Linked DNA regions of Capsicum annuum: region 2 is linked to region 1. The links are chromatin contacts, called in public Hi-C maps. All regions are on one chromosome and are shown on one strand. The core of a region is the stretch at or near the end of the contact, and the rest is flanking DNA. Distances in the headings are between cores, read along the strand shown.

Region 1 (7,853 bases), core at 3,868-6,367:
AGGTAATTGGTTTTGGAAATCTCACAAAATCAATCCACAGTGGTGGTCACCTACTTCAAACTCCATAGAAAAAAGGCTGGACCAGGTCTGGATCAAAATAGTAGGATTACCCCTCCAACTGTGGTTTCAGAAAGTTTTACGCGAGGTCGGTAACTTGTGTGGTGGGTGGATACAAACTAAACAAGAAATAAAGTTGCGGAATCATCTGAAGGGGGCAAGGATTAAGGTGAAAGGAGATGGCAATTCAGTTCCGAAATCAGTGGAGTTGGTCCATGAAGGATTGACTTTCAAAGTCTAAATCTAGGTTGAGGCACCAGCAAGAGTGATTTCTGATGAACGCGAAGAAATTTCAAAGACCCAGCAGTCTGAAGAAGAGACCGGATATAAAGGGGATGGAGGATAGCTAGGGCTTGTCAGGGCACGTGGGTTCCTCTGATGACTCAGCTATTTTGAATTTGTCACCCATGATCCTGCACGTGAGACTGAGTTTAAATTAATTGCCCCTCAAAAAAGATGTAGGCCAGCAAACAAGAAGAGCAATAAATTGGGTCCAGACCTGCTAGCCCAATGCATGACTGGTGGGCCTGTTAATGTAAATACGTTTGCTCCTCTAATTGATCCTTTTGCAACTGAACTGGAGGCAAATAATATAACCTCTTCAACGACACTTCACACAAAAGGAGGAAAAGAAACAGAACAGGAATACAGCATGAGTGAAGAAATTGTAGAGCCTAGAGAGTGGAAACAATTTTAGAAGTAAAGATACAAAATACACAATACCAAGTGATCAATGACTATCAATATTATGTCATGGAACGTGAGGGGCCTAAACCAGGCAAGTAAGAGGTGTACAATTAAGAACTTAATTCACAATTGGAGAGTTGATGTTTATTGCTTTCAAGAGATCAAAATTGAAGGAGATATCCAGAACATTATGAAAGATTTGTGGGCAAACAGATGGGCAAAATCCGTTCAGCTTGAAGCTAGCGGAACTAGACAAGGCATATTAATTTTATGGGATGGGAAAACATGGTCAGGAGAAGTAAGTAGTGTGGGAGCGTATTCTATATCAGGTAAGTTCATCGGAAAGAATCAAGATTTTACTTGGTTTCTCTCAGGCGTTCATGCACCTAACAAAACAGTAGAAAGAGAAGAAATGTGGTAGGAAATTGGAGCAGCTAGAGGACTTTTTACTGGCCCTTGGGTAGTCTGTGGAGATTTCAACACAGTTAGATTTCCTTCTGAAAAGAAGAATTGCTCTACAATCACAAGGGCAATGACTAATTTTCTGACTTCATTGAGGATATGAGTTTGTTGGACCCTCATCTTGTAGGGGGCAGATATACTTGGAGGAAAGGGGATAGACACGACATAGCAGCCAAACTAAATAGATTTTAGTATCTGATGAGTGGGACAAGGGGTTTAGAAACATCAAACAGTCAATCCTTCACAAGGTTACTTCTGATCACACACCTATAATGTTTCATAGTGGGAACTGGGAACCAGTAAGGTCATATTTCAAATTCGAGAATTGGTGGTTTTATATAAATGGTTTTTTGGATAGAAGCAAAGAATAGTGGAAATCCTTTATGTGTGAAGGCATGTGTGAAGGCAGGCCAGACTACACTCTAGCTTTCAAGTTGAAAGCTCTAGAAGATAAATTTAGAGAGTGGAGCAAAACTGACAAAGGAAATCTAGCAATGCAGAAGCAGAGTATCCTCAGCCAGCTTGCAGAATTAGAAGAAAAACAAGACCAAAGATCTCTTAGTGAAGACGAGATTCATGCGAAAGTTGGTCTCCTAATCGAGTTCAAAAACAGCCAAGCATGAGGAGATAGCATGGAGGCAAAGATCAAGGGTTAACTGGTTAAAACAGGGAGACAACAACACTAAGTTCTTCCACAGAACTGCTAACTCACCCAGAAGATATAACAATACTAATGAGCTAAATGTGGGTGGAAAAGCTATTAGAAATCCTGAAACTATAAAAAAGGAAATAGTTGACTTTTACCAAAAATTCTATATAGAGACTGGGGTATGGAGACCTTCTGGTGGTTGCAGGGAAGGCAATAGAATCTCGTGGTTGCAGGGAAGGCAATAGAATCTCTGAGGAAGATAATCTATTGCAACTAGTCCCTTAGTTGTTGGAGCTTTTCCTTGACAGAGCTTTGTGGTGGCTTTGCAAGAAGAATGAGAAATTTTAATGTGCAAAAGCTAGGTTTTCTCCCACATAATGATCTATATATAAGGAGCACATGGTAGGGAAAACCTTGAATGTTAATGAATAGGAATGTGTGATACTTGTTTTAATTGGGCTTTAACGAGGGTTGTGTAGCTGAGTTGTGAAAGTGGAGGTCCCGAAGGATCAACACTGGAAACCGCAGTTGCCCAGGTGGTTCGAGTCTCCCTTACTATCGTGGGCTATAGCACATCGATTTGGCCCGAAAACGCCTCGTTTGCGCCGTTTCGTCCGTTTGACCACCCAAATGGCCCCGCGGACCCCAACGGCCCACACTAGGCCGCTCCAATTGTGGGCGTACATTTTACCTTCACTATACCTTATTTGTTGAATAACACTGGAATTTGTTATTGGTGGTGTTACTTCTAGTTTTTTTTTTTTTTAGGAAAAGAAACAGGAATTATGATAAAATGGCTTTGGAGATTTGCATCCGGTGAGCAGGTTTTATGAAAGGATATAATCAAGCTGAAGTATGAAATGGATGGTCACTGGACTACCAAAATGGTCACTAGTACTTACGGAATCAGCCTTTGGAGATCTATTAGGAATCTATGGCCAAAACTAAGAGAAAAGTGCAGTATAAAGATGAAAAATAGCATGAAGGTTTTCTTCTGGGACGATAGCTGGCTGGAGCAAGGCACATTAAAAGATCTATTTTCTGATATTCACATCCTCAACCAGCAGCAAAATGCCACTGTCGCAGAGGTACGGTCAAACCAAGGATAGAATTTGAGCTTCAGAAGACCATTAAATGATTGGGAGATTCAAAGGTTAGTCAAGTTCTTTAGAATTCTAGAGCAATTCAAAGGAACAACCACTTCACAAGATACTTTGATATGGCAGAATCACAACCAAGGCAAATTCAATACTAAGGAGGCCTATATGAAGTTCAATAGTTTCAACAATCAAGTTGGTAGTTGTCCCTGGAAACTAATATAGAAAGTAAAAATCCCCGTTAAAGTTTCATGTTTTACTTGGTTATTGGTTAAATAGGCAGTGCTTACCAAGGAAAATCTAATGAAAAGAGGTCTCAATCTGAATCCAATATGTTTCCTACGCAAAGAAGTGGATGAAACAATCACTCATCTCTTTCTACACTGTAGGATCACTAGCTATTTGTGGAAAATCTTCATCAACATGAAGGGACTGAACTGGGTGATGCCAAAGAGGATAGTACAGACTCTGAAAATCTGGAGCAGCTATGCTAGTGTATCTCTGGTCATAAAGAGAGATGGAAAATCATACTTGCATGCATTTGGTGGTCCATGTGGAAAGAAAGAAATCTCAGATGCTTCCAGAACAAGTGCAACAACATTCAAGATGAATTGCTTAGTTTTATTTCATTTTTGGTGTACACAGGAGTACATGGAAGATCTAAAATCAGTTATGGATGTTTTAGGCTCATTATAAATTTTTGCTATAGGGTTGAAGATCTTCTTGTTACTCTCTTACAATTGTAATTATGGAAACCTGTAACATGTTGTGGCAGGTTTGATTGTTTTGGAATAGAAAACTAATTTTTACCTTCAAAAAAAAAAAAGATATTTTTCAAGTAGATATTTTCTTGATCTCAGCCTATAAAAAGTTGTGTATAGGCTTCATTGTATTCAGTATTCAAGCAGTTATCAATCTCAAGTATTCAAGCAGTTATCAATCTCAAATAATTAGTAGGACATTGGTTCCTTAATCTTTCCTCAAATAAAATTTACAAATTCAGAAGCTACACAAAGTTTACATAAGTCACAACATTTTTATAATAAAAAATATGTAAAAATCAATGTACAGAAAATCCTAGTCAAAGAAAAACAACCGTGTATTAGTCATATACCCTATTCAATATTACAGGGTGTATAACTAATACATAGCAAACCATGATATTAGTAATAGTCATACAAGGGTTATCAATATATAGATAAGCATGGGTGAAGATAGAATTGCCCTTAACACACCACACCAACAAGTATAGAATAAGAAATGATCCCGGCATAACTAATCTATCCTATTCAGTAATATTCTTATACGTTTATACGAAACGACTCTTTAAATGGTAATGTTATCATATAAAATGAACAAACAAAAGGAGTAATAGGCAACCCAATTTCTATCTAGGAATAGAAAGAACAAGAAAACTGAATATACAAACATTTTCAGTATAAAGAGAAAAATCTGAATTGAATTACCCGCACTTATCACAGAGGCTGGCAAATTCACCAGATTTCAAAGGCCACCCTTTTTTCCATTCAATTGAACAAGTTGCCCCACATACCCCATTCATGCAAATCTTCGACTCCATTCCCACCCCCTAATACAGCATAATCTTCCTCTAAAAAATTTCATACGCAAAATCCCCCAAAAAGAAGTTTTAAACTAAAAATGAAGTCTTTAGAAAAACCCAACTATGAAAAATTCAAGAACAAACTAAAAATGAAATCTTTAGAAAAAACCCAACTAATGAAAATTCAAGAATAAACTAAAAATCAAGTCAGGATGGCCACCAGACTCAAGTTCTGGTCTTCTAAGAGGGCGTGGGTTCAAATCCCACTTCTGACACTTCGCTTACCTCTCTACCTCTCCGAGCTAGTGGTAATATCTGCCTACACTATGTTGTTTAGAAAAATTCTGAAAATATGGAAAAGTTGAGAGTAAAGGAAGAATCCTGAAAATATTAAGAGTTAGAAATAAACTAAAGGTAGTTGAATAATTGGTGGTAACGGAAAGTGGTATCGCCTGTGGAAATGGGGAGAGAGAGCGAGAGGCGTAAAGTGTAAAACAGTAAATGGAAAAGGAGGCATGCAGGGAGAGACTTGAAGGCTCAGAAAAGGTCGCCCGCATTTCCTTTTCGCCTCCCATTAACGTCGCTCTCCTCTCTCTCATCACTGTTTGGGAAATTGTTATTTAATTTCGGCATTAGTTATGTTGAAATTAATAAGGATAACTTATTCCATCTATATACATATATAGGATAAGTTATTTTATTATTACGGTGTAAATAATGGGATAAGTTATCCCTTCAACTAAATATGAAAAATAAAATAATTCTTTATTTTATATCAAAATTACTTATCCCTTATACCTTACACCAAATAATCGTTTTATTTATTACCTCCTCTCCATATTATAGTTGATACAATTCTTAAAAATCATAAATAAAAAAATAATATTACTAATTTATCTTTTAAAATGCTTTATTGAGACTTTATAAATTACTTATTTGTATTTTAAAGAATTTTCAAGAGAATTAATTATAAGTGAAGGGAAAAAATACAATTTATTCTGTCTGAATTTAATAAATAATAAAATAATTATTTATAATAAAGTTATTAATTAATATAGAACGAAAAGAGTAATTTTTTATGTTGATATTTGATAGTACTATATTTAAGTTGGCCTAATTCAAATTGTTATCCTATATAATAAGTCACAGTAGCAGGCTGCTCATGGTGATGTCTGCTTAGATTGTTTCAAACGTAATTTTATTATATTATCCTTAATTAATTATTATAAGTCATTTATATATTATAAAATTAAAAATATTAATAGAAAATTTAAAATAAACATTTATGACATGACTGCTTCATTCGTGATTTTACTATATCACTGATAATTAATTATTATAAGTCATTTAAGTATTAAAAAATTAATAATATTTAATAAAAATAAAATAATAAATTATTTTTGATGATTTTATAAGTTATTTAAGTATTAAAAATTAATAATATTTAATTAAAAGGATAAAATAGGCATAAAATGATAAATTGTTTTTTGATATTTTAAATTAACTTGACGTCTTATATAGGATCACTTAAGAAAATTCACAAGTTTTTGTTATAATAATTTTACTATGTTACTTCTAATTAGTAGAATAGAAGAAAAAATGTTATAAATCACAATAATTAAAAATTTAAATTATTTAAAAAATATAATTGACTATCAATGCCATAAAAGTTTGAACAAATTAAAATATTGTCATACAAATTTCATCAATCTATATATAATAACATATATCTAACTTAGAATTTATCAACTAAATAAATGAAGATTTTAATTAAATGATAGAATTATACATAACGTAAAAATTTTAAGAATCAACATTGGGTCGTGCGTAGTACGGCATAAGCCAACTAGTATTTAATAAGTCTATTTGATATTCTAGAAATTTTTTCGTATTCAAAACTTACAACCTAGATTTTGTTTAATAAAATTCTTATATTACATGTTAATAGTATTAGTGAAGCTAGAATTATTAAACACATAAGATTTTTTTTTACCCAGTAATATTAGATTAACATTATAAAACTTAGCACTAGTTATTAGTGCTATTTAAAAACGCGAAGAAGCAGGCACCTCTTCGTCAACGTGCCTGCTTTTTCTGTGATTTTACTGTATAACTCCTAAATAATTATTATATGTTATTTACGTATTTAAAAATTAATATATTTAATAAAAAAAGTTAAATAGACAATTATGACATATTGTTTCAATCGTAATTTTATTATATCACCCCCAATTAATTATTATAAGTCATTTAAGTATTCAAAAATTAATAATATTTAATAAAAAATAAAATAGAAATAAAATGATAAACTAACTCTTGATGTTTTAAATTACTTGACATCTTATATGAGACTCACTTATTTTTTTTGCACAAATATTTTTATAACAATTTTGTTATATCACTTCTAATTAATTATTATGAATTAAATATATTAAAAAATTAATCATGTTTCATAGAAAAGGTAAATTATTATAACATGTCTGCTTCAGCTATTTCAATCATAATTTTATTATATCACACCTAATTAATTATTATAACTCATCTAAGTATTAAGAATTTGATAATATTAAATAAAAAAAAAATAGACACAAATTAATTTTTGTTGTTTTAAATTAACTTGACATCTTATATGAGACTCATTTAAATTTTTTCACAAGTATTTTTTGTAGCAATTTTTTATATCACTTCTAATTAGTTATTATGAGTAATTTAAGACATGTCTGCTTCGCTCCTTCAATCGTGGTATATGACTAACTTTCGAAATTACACCAGTATCACTTAAATTAGAATAGAATAAAAAGTATTATAAATCATTTAAACTATTTTAAAAATATAATTGACTATTAATGTCACAAAATTTTTTATAAGTAGAGTGTTATAACTTACAACTTAAAATTGTAAATTAAAAATATCAAAAAAGTATTACAAATTATAATAATTAATAACTTAAATTATTTAAAAATATATTAAAAATATAATTAATTATCTAAATTTTATTTATATCGCATAAATTAAAATAAAAAATATTATATATATATACTGAGTCCGTACGGGCCGGTAAACATCTATTATTTTTAGAAAATACTAAACGAAAAAAGTGTTCTATATAAAACAAAAAAGCAAATGGATAAATGAGGGGTGGGAGTCCTAATCAAACAAACAAAAATGCACTGCCCTTTTCAGCTGCCTTTGTGTGTACGATAAGATAGGACGTGAGGAGATAGATAGATGTCTGTCAAGTGTCGATCATCATTGCGTAATTAAACGGATAAGTAAATTAAAACTAGTTTGTTTATTCAATCCCCTAATTGATTACTTCTTCTGCGCGTGCTAATAGTAC
Region 2 (7,172 bases), core at 4,089-6,588, 280 kb after region 1:
TTTAGAAATATTGTTTGTTCCTAAATCTAGAACTATACATGGCCTGATTCTCATAAAATCAGAGATATACAGGGAACTTAAAACCAAAGTCTCGACCACGCTATTTTTTTAAAACACCTCCTATTGCATTGATTTCAATGAACAATTTTCTCAGTCGGACAAAATTGGCTACTACGTCAACTTTCATTGCTCGATAAATCTTTCATCATTCTCAAGCAACGAAGGGGCAGCTGTTAACACCCAATTTTGACCTCTTAATATACCTCCTAGGCTGTTATTTTGATAAATTATTAATTTTAAATATTAATATTTTTGCGTATTATTATGATATCAAATAAATAACGTGTCACATTTATGATCTAGAAATATATAAATTATTTTATTACTTTTTATTATCATTTTATTTATACTTTATTAATTAAAATATAATATTTTACATAATTTTATTAATTAAATTATTTTTCAAAAATATACACACTCATGATTTACAAACAAATTGTCTATTATTATTATTATTTTCTATTATTATTATTGTTATTACTATTATTATTAATCATTATTATTTTTAAAATAACAACCTACTTTATTTGATTTCTCTATATATTTAATTTTTAGTCATTTCTTATACTTAATTGATATCAGTTTTATACAAATTGATGTCAATTTTAGACAAATTGATGTCAATTTTTATCTCAAATTTATAACTCAATTTTAACCCCTTTTTAAATCATTTTAATCTTAGTCGTAGATCAAATTTGATCCAATGCTTGAGATTAACATTCTCTTTCTTTCCTTTTTAATCCAACCTTAACACATTTTTCACATTCAGATGCACTTTCTTCACACTATCCTTCTTCATCTTTCTTCTTTCTCTCTCTATTAAATAGTCATGGCTACCGTCGTCGATTGGCTACCATGGTTGGAGAAGTCGTGCACTACTCCCTCCTTTGGTCCTCCTCTTCTATCTCCTTTCATCTCTCTCTAAATCAGCCACTGTCACCTCACCCCCAACGCCTTTTCTCTCTTTCATTATCCTCTCCACTACCGACTATGTCGGAGAAATCACCGAGACCACCACCGTCGGTGAATACCGCCTGCTGCCGCTACCATCTCCAAAAACCGCCCTTCACCCTCTTTTCCCTCTTTTTCCACTACTTTGGCGACTCACGTCGCCATGCATCCGACGACCACCACATCTCCAATCAGCACCACCTTCTATCATTATTGCTTTACCGAAAGTGATGGCCGATGAAGCAATAACAACAACAACAAACCTAGTGTATTCCCACATAGTGAGGTCTGGGGAAGGTCAGATGTACGCAGTCCATACCTCTACTTCTGATGGCCGATAAAGCACTGTTAACGAAAGTAAATTACTCACTCACCGTCATTGCTCCGTTTCTCCTCTACCATGCAACCGGTGACCCACAACAACACCAGCAGCCACCCCCTTCACCGAAAATGATGGGTTCTTGAGGACCCATCCCAGATTTAATCTTGTTTTTAATTGTGAAAACTCATTCTACCTTCTCTTTTGCTTCACTTTAGCAGATTTTGTGACTTGAAATTGGTAAAGTTAGGTTACGAATTTTGTGATTCATATTGCTTAATCATGCATGCTCTCATATGTTAAAAGTTCTAATTTTCATAAACTGCTTTGGAACCTTAAGTCTATTTTTAATTATAAGTTTTTCAATTTCGATTTGTTTATTCTTCGTCTCACTAAATTCGAATTATGATGGTATTTTCATATGCATATTTGAACTTTATGTGTAGCCAAATATAATATGAGTGGACTAATTCACGACTAATTAATTTGATTGCTTGATTGTGATAATTTTGGATTTTCGTCCATTTGAATATACTCAAACTATGTGAGAAATTTCTTGTTACCCATTTAAGTATGGACATATCTCTTTATTTATTTATTTAATTATGGTAAGAAATAAATGTTATTCAAGTTGATTGATTCTATTCTTTACCCACTTTTTGGTTTCCTTTAATAGTCGGATTGATTTTCTTTACTTTGACAATTTGAATCAAGATTGATTTCACCATTTAAGGGATTTTAACTTGGATTGATTTGTCAAAAATATCTTTTTCCTTTTTATTGTGTGATTCAGTACAGCTCTTTGACTATAAAAAAGGGGCCTTGCTCCTTCATTAGGACATCTGAAATACTATTACTTTCTACTAATCACACACAAATAATCTCGAACTTTCTAATATTCTGCAAGCTAGTTTTCATATGTCCGAGTACAATCGACGTTCGATTTTCTTTTATTTGTTTATCACTATCACTATCAGTTGGAAGCATCCTTCTATCTCACTATTGCGAGTGCTTTACCTAAATATCTTTCTTATTATTTTATTGCTGCTCACCGGTAAGTTTCCAAATCGATGTGATCTTTCATTCTTTATATGTGTTAACTGTATCATGTTGTAAGAACCATTAGAAAACATGCCTGTAGGAGATGATGCAAAATGACTATCGATGTTTGCTTACGATGTCCATGTTTTGTTTGAGATGATGTGTTAGTATCCATCTCTCTTGTGTGTGCTTTGGTATTTTGATTGCATTTACAGGCGCTATCAAAGTAGGGAATTCGGAGTTTGAAAAGTCGCGCGGGAATACGGGGAAGGGATGCCTTATTAGTTTAGTCTTTTTATTTTTATTATTTATTTGGTCTGTAATCTATTGTACAAATGCCTATGTAAATAATAAAATTTGGGACTGCTCGGGGGCGGGGATTTATGTGCTCTATGAATCGTGTAGGCAAAGACAACTTAGGTCAAACCAGTTTAGGATTTGTTAATGAATTTGATTTATCACTTAGGCAAGCCTAATCTAAGACTTATTTTAATCACTTAGAAATCATGCTTTTAGAAGTTTGATTAACTTGCGTCTTTTAAATTAAGTTCGAATATGTCAACGTAATTTACAACCGGTTGAATTACTTTTGGCATGTTTAACAGAGTTTTGGCATATTACATTTTTCGCATTTTAAATAACGTTCTCAGCAAGTAAATTTTAATTTTCTGCATTCAACATGATATTTTCAGCATTTTAAATAATATTTTTAGCATACTGTAATTAATTTTTAGAATTTATATTTGTTGTTCCGTACGTTTTATTAGTTTTCACCATAGTGAAATAATTTCTAGCATCGACGTATTAAAAATAGAAAATGGCTTTTTCAATATTTCAAAATGAATTATTCAGTAATTAAAACAAAAGTTTCAGCATGTTTATAAATTGTTCAACATATTAAATCACTTTTCAGCATATAAATGTTATTTTACGTCATGCTTAACTATCTTTTACATAATAAATTAATATTCTTATTCTCTCACGGTAGTTTAACTTTGACATGCCCTTTTATTCTCAACAATTTTGCAACACTGTTTTAAAAGGGATTGACAATTTTCCTTCGTCGATAACAATTATGTGACACCTAAATATCATGCGTATAGGTTAATGACACCAAAAAGTAATTGCTTGTCCTATTATGTTAATCACTTTAACCAACTCTTTAATTAACCAAGAGGCTAACGCATGACCGTTATGTGCTACGTGACGTCCTATCTGTTTCGCGCTTTAAGTCCTACTAGAAACATAGTTTTGTTTGTCTAGACCATATATCCAAAATAGTAAAGCCCAATACTTCTTGGACAATAAGTAGGATGATAGGCATTCTAGAGGCATTAGTTTTATCGTTTCTTTTTAGAACACTTTTAGGTTTGACAACCAGCCTAGGTGGTGGTGGAGGTAGGGGGTAGTCATTCGGAAGCAATGATATCCAACATATATTACACGACGATGACATTGTCACTTGTCTAAGAATTCAATTGTCGGCTAGTGGGTCAGATAATGATTAACAAGTTGGGGTTCTAATCCGAATGAAATCAAAATCATTTCTTTGTTTGATTTTTTGAATTTGTTCTTTTTCTTACATCTACTTTATATGCTTATTTATTTGGGATAGTTAATTTAATAAGCAGTCCCTTTCGCTATGACGTGTGTCATTCTTATTTTCTCGCCTGTATTGTTCCTTTATTATTTCTTGGGTTGTTTATCACATAGATAATTAACAAATAGGAATAATCAAATAACATGTTTGTTTATTCATTACTTTATTACTTAGCCAACATTAAGTTAATAATGAAATAAGCTACCTTTATTTGATCACATAGAATTTCCACGTAAAATATGAATTCGGTCGGAAACCACTTTTGTGGACCTCAAAAAGTGCCTAACACCTTCCTTTTGAGTTAATTTGAATCCTTACCTGAATTTCTGGTGAACTAAAACAAAACAACAAAATAGGTTCGTAGTTAGCCTAGACTGATTCCCTAACGCACCTTAATACGTTAGGTAGCAACTCTTCATACCCCTTTAAACAAACCCAAAAGGAGTAGTCACGTCAAATCCCGCTTTTCGCGAGAAAAATAGGGCGCGACACTTATCACAAGATTAATTATTTCAAAATTATAGAGTTATTTTTATTCCATATTAAAAGTAAGATGACAAATTAACATTCCTAAAATACCTAATCCTAAACATTTAATTTCAAAATAACTTGTTGTCCAAACAAATGACCAAAAATATTTTAAAAGCTAACGGGTCGTTTGGTAGAGTGCATTAGAAAACTAATGCATGCATTAGTTTAATGTATATCATTAGTACATTGTTTGATTCATTTTTTGCCCTATGTATAACTAACACTCTATTGTGTATTGTGGAGTGCATTACTAATGCCACCCCTTTCCTATGTATTAGTAATACAAATGAATTAAATGCATGTATTAGCTTGATTAATGATGTAACTATCCCTCCAATCCTTTTAAAATATTTTTCAGTTCCTTCTCTGTCTTTACCGATGAACAACACAGGTATTTGAGATGGCAAAATTCAACTCAAAAGCAATCTTATCTGTGTGCTTGGTGAAGAGTTCAACTACTCATACTATTGCCTTATTCCTATTTTCAAATTTAAACACAAACTTGATATCTGGGAGTATGCAGGAACCGTTTTTTTTTTTTTTTTTTAAACATGTTGTAACCCAAAAGCTGGCTCTAATCCATGGAAAACATTATGATGACAATTTTCCTCGAGAAACTTGAAGCATTGCTAATAGGCAATAATTATTTACATCCATTTTGAGGAATTTCAATAAGAAGTGTACAAGGTTAAAGAATATAAAGGATATTTTTATAAATAAATATTTTTTAATAAAAATTATATAATATATATTTTTTAATACATTAAATCAAATAATGTACATCAAATAATGTAAGCAAAACTAATATCATCATTAATAATGCAATCATTATTAATACATCTTATACACTCAAACAAATAAGCCTGAGAATATCTTTTCCCAATACCAAGAAGGTACTAAAGGATAGTTTACTTTCCTTATCTATAGACAGGAATGGTACAAGTCCGTTTCCAGTCCCACTGAAAACCTCTTGACTAGCAAACAATGGCGGGATTCCCCAATCTCAAGCTCTCTCTCTTTCCCAATTCCTGCTCACTCTCTTCTTCTTCTTACTCTCTTTGCTCAAATCCATTCATTGTCTCTACCTCCATTTTCCGCAGAACACCCTACCGCTTCCCAAGTAAGTACCTCTTCTTGAAAAAAAAAAATCTTGAAAACCAAAAAAAAATAAAAAATGAAATGAAAAAAAATCTTGGATTGTTTATTATTTAGTAGTAATCATGACAATGTTCTTGTTTTTTTCTACTAAAAACTTTTTATGGGTATTTTTTATTTTTCTTATTTGGTTGTTTTTCCAGAGATATTTGCGTTTTCGAGTAATGATATTAAAGTGGGCAGTAACGTTGAAGTGGATGGAGCTCCTTGTAAAGTTATAGGTAATTCATGGTCACCTCCTTAAAACAATAATAATTTTTTTTGACAAGGGAACCTACCCATTGGGTGCTCACAGGGTAAACCCCGCTCCTGTGTAGTGGCTCGCAAACCACACAGGAGAGATGAACCGCACTAGACAAGCCCCATGTGACGAGTTCGACCCATAAGACCAACCCCTTGTTGTCACAGGCAAGAGGTTAAACCCCATTCCTGTGCAATGGGTGGCAAACCACAAAGGAGAGATAAACTGCCTAGGCAAGCCCCGTGCGATGAGCTCGACCCAGAAGGTCAACCCCTTGCCTGTAGGTTCGAACATGAGACCTCCATTATGGAAGTCCCAAGCTAAACCATCTGAGCCACCGCGAAGGGTTAATCCAACATAATAATTGTATAATTTTTTCTGCTGGAGTTTTATGTACTCCTCATAGTGAATTGTTGCTAATTTGATTCCAGCTTTTTGTTGTTTGGTTATGCTAAGCATCTGTTTGTTTTTTCACAAGTAAAGGACAGGGGTTGTGAATCAGCATATGAAGTAGTTTGCAAAAAATTGGGCGTTAGACAGTCAAAAGTGATTGTCTCAAAGAAGTAACCGAGAAAAAATAGGGGGGTCATTTTGGTTTTTACAATTTTGGAAGTTAAACGTTTGAAATTTTATAACTATGTGTAAATGTAATTGACAACCATATTTTATCCTACTGACCCAAATAACAAGATAATTACTACACGCAAGGGTGGCCGAGTTGGTTGAGCAGGGGTCTCCCAAATGAGGGGTCTCAGGTTCGAAATCCCATGCGTACTTTCTTGGTCGAGCTCGTCCCATGGGATTTGCCTAGTGTGACTTACCCTCTCGTGTGTGGTTTGCGAGCTATTATACCGGAGTAGGGTTTACTCTATGTGAACCCGAAGGATAGCGGCTGCGGGTTTCCTTGTCATAAAAAATCAGGATAATTACTGCTGAAAATACACAAACTAGAGCAAGACTAGAGGATTCCGAGTGAAGTGTAAGGTTTCGTCATCACAATCAATGAATGAATGGATGGATAATGCTAGAATTTGCTTAGAGCATTGTTGGTCCACTCCGACTCTATAGTGCGCTAGCTGCTAAACTGTTTTGCTGTTCAGATTTCTATATAGGTTACCAAGGCATTTTTTGGGACTGTTATAAACTCAAAAGTTTTGTATCCATGTACAATCGACTGATTTTACTTGTAGTCCATTAAGAAGAATTCAAAAACAGCTGATCTTTTGAATATGATGTATATATGAATAGTTTGGTATTGAGTACACCTAAAATTT

The links. A called contact is a pair of places that touch in the nucleus more often than the background predicts.
Region 2: a contact with region 1 is called in a Hi-C map of leaf, with 2.8 times the contacts expected there. The contact joins the promoter of LOC107845912 here to the promoter of LOC107845911 in region 1. A contact is called at or near these places in 2 of 5 Hi-C or Micro-C datasets (leaf and placenta).

Annotation. Positions count from the first base shown.
Region 1 is chr10:143,735,233-143,743,085 of UCD10Xv1.1, forward strand. It overlaps LOC107845911 (B3 domain-containing transcription repressor VAL2), which reads right to left and starts at 5,118. Exons shown (of 13, transcript XM_016690417.2): 1 at 4,419-5,118. The coding sequence starts at 4,531.
Region 2 is chr10:144,012,846-144,020,017 of UCD10Xv1.1, forward strand. It overlaps LOC107845912 (elongation factor P), which reads left to right and starts at 5,339. Exons shown (of 6, transcript XM_016690420.2): 1 at 5,339-5,622. The coding sequence starts at 5,487.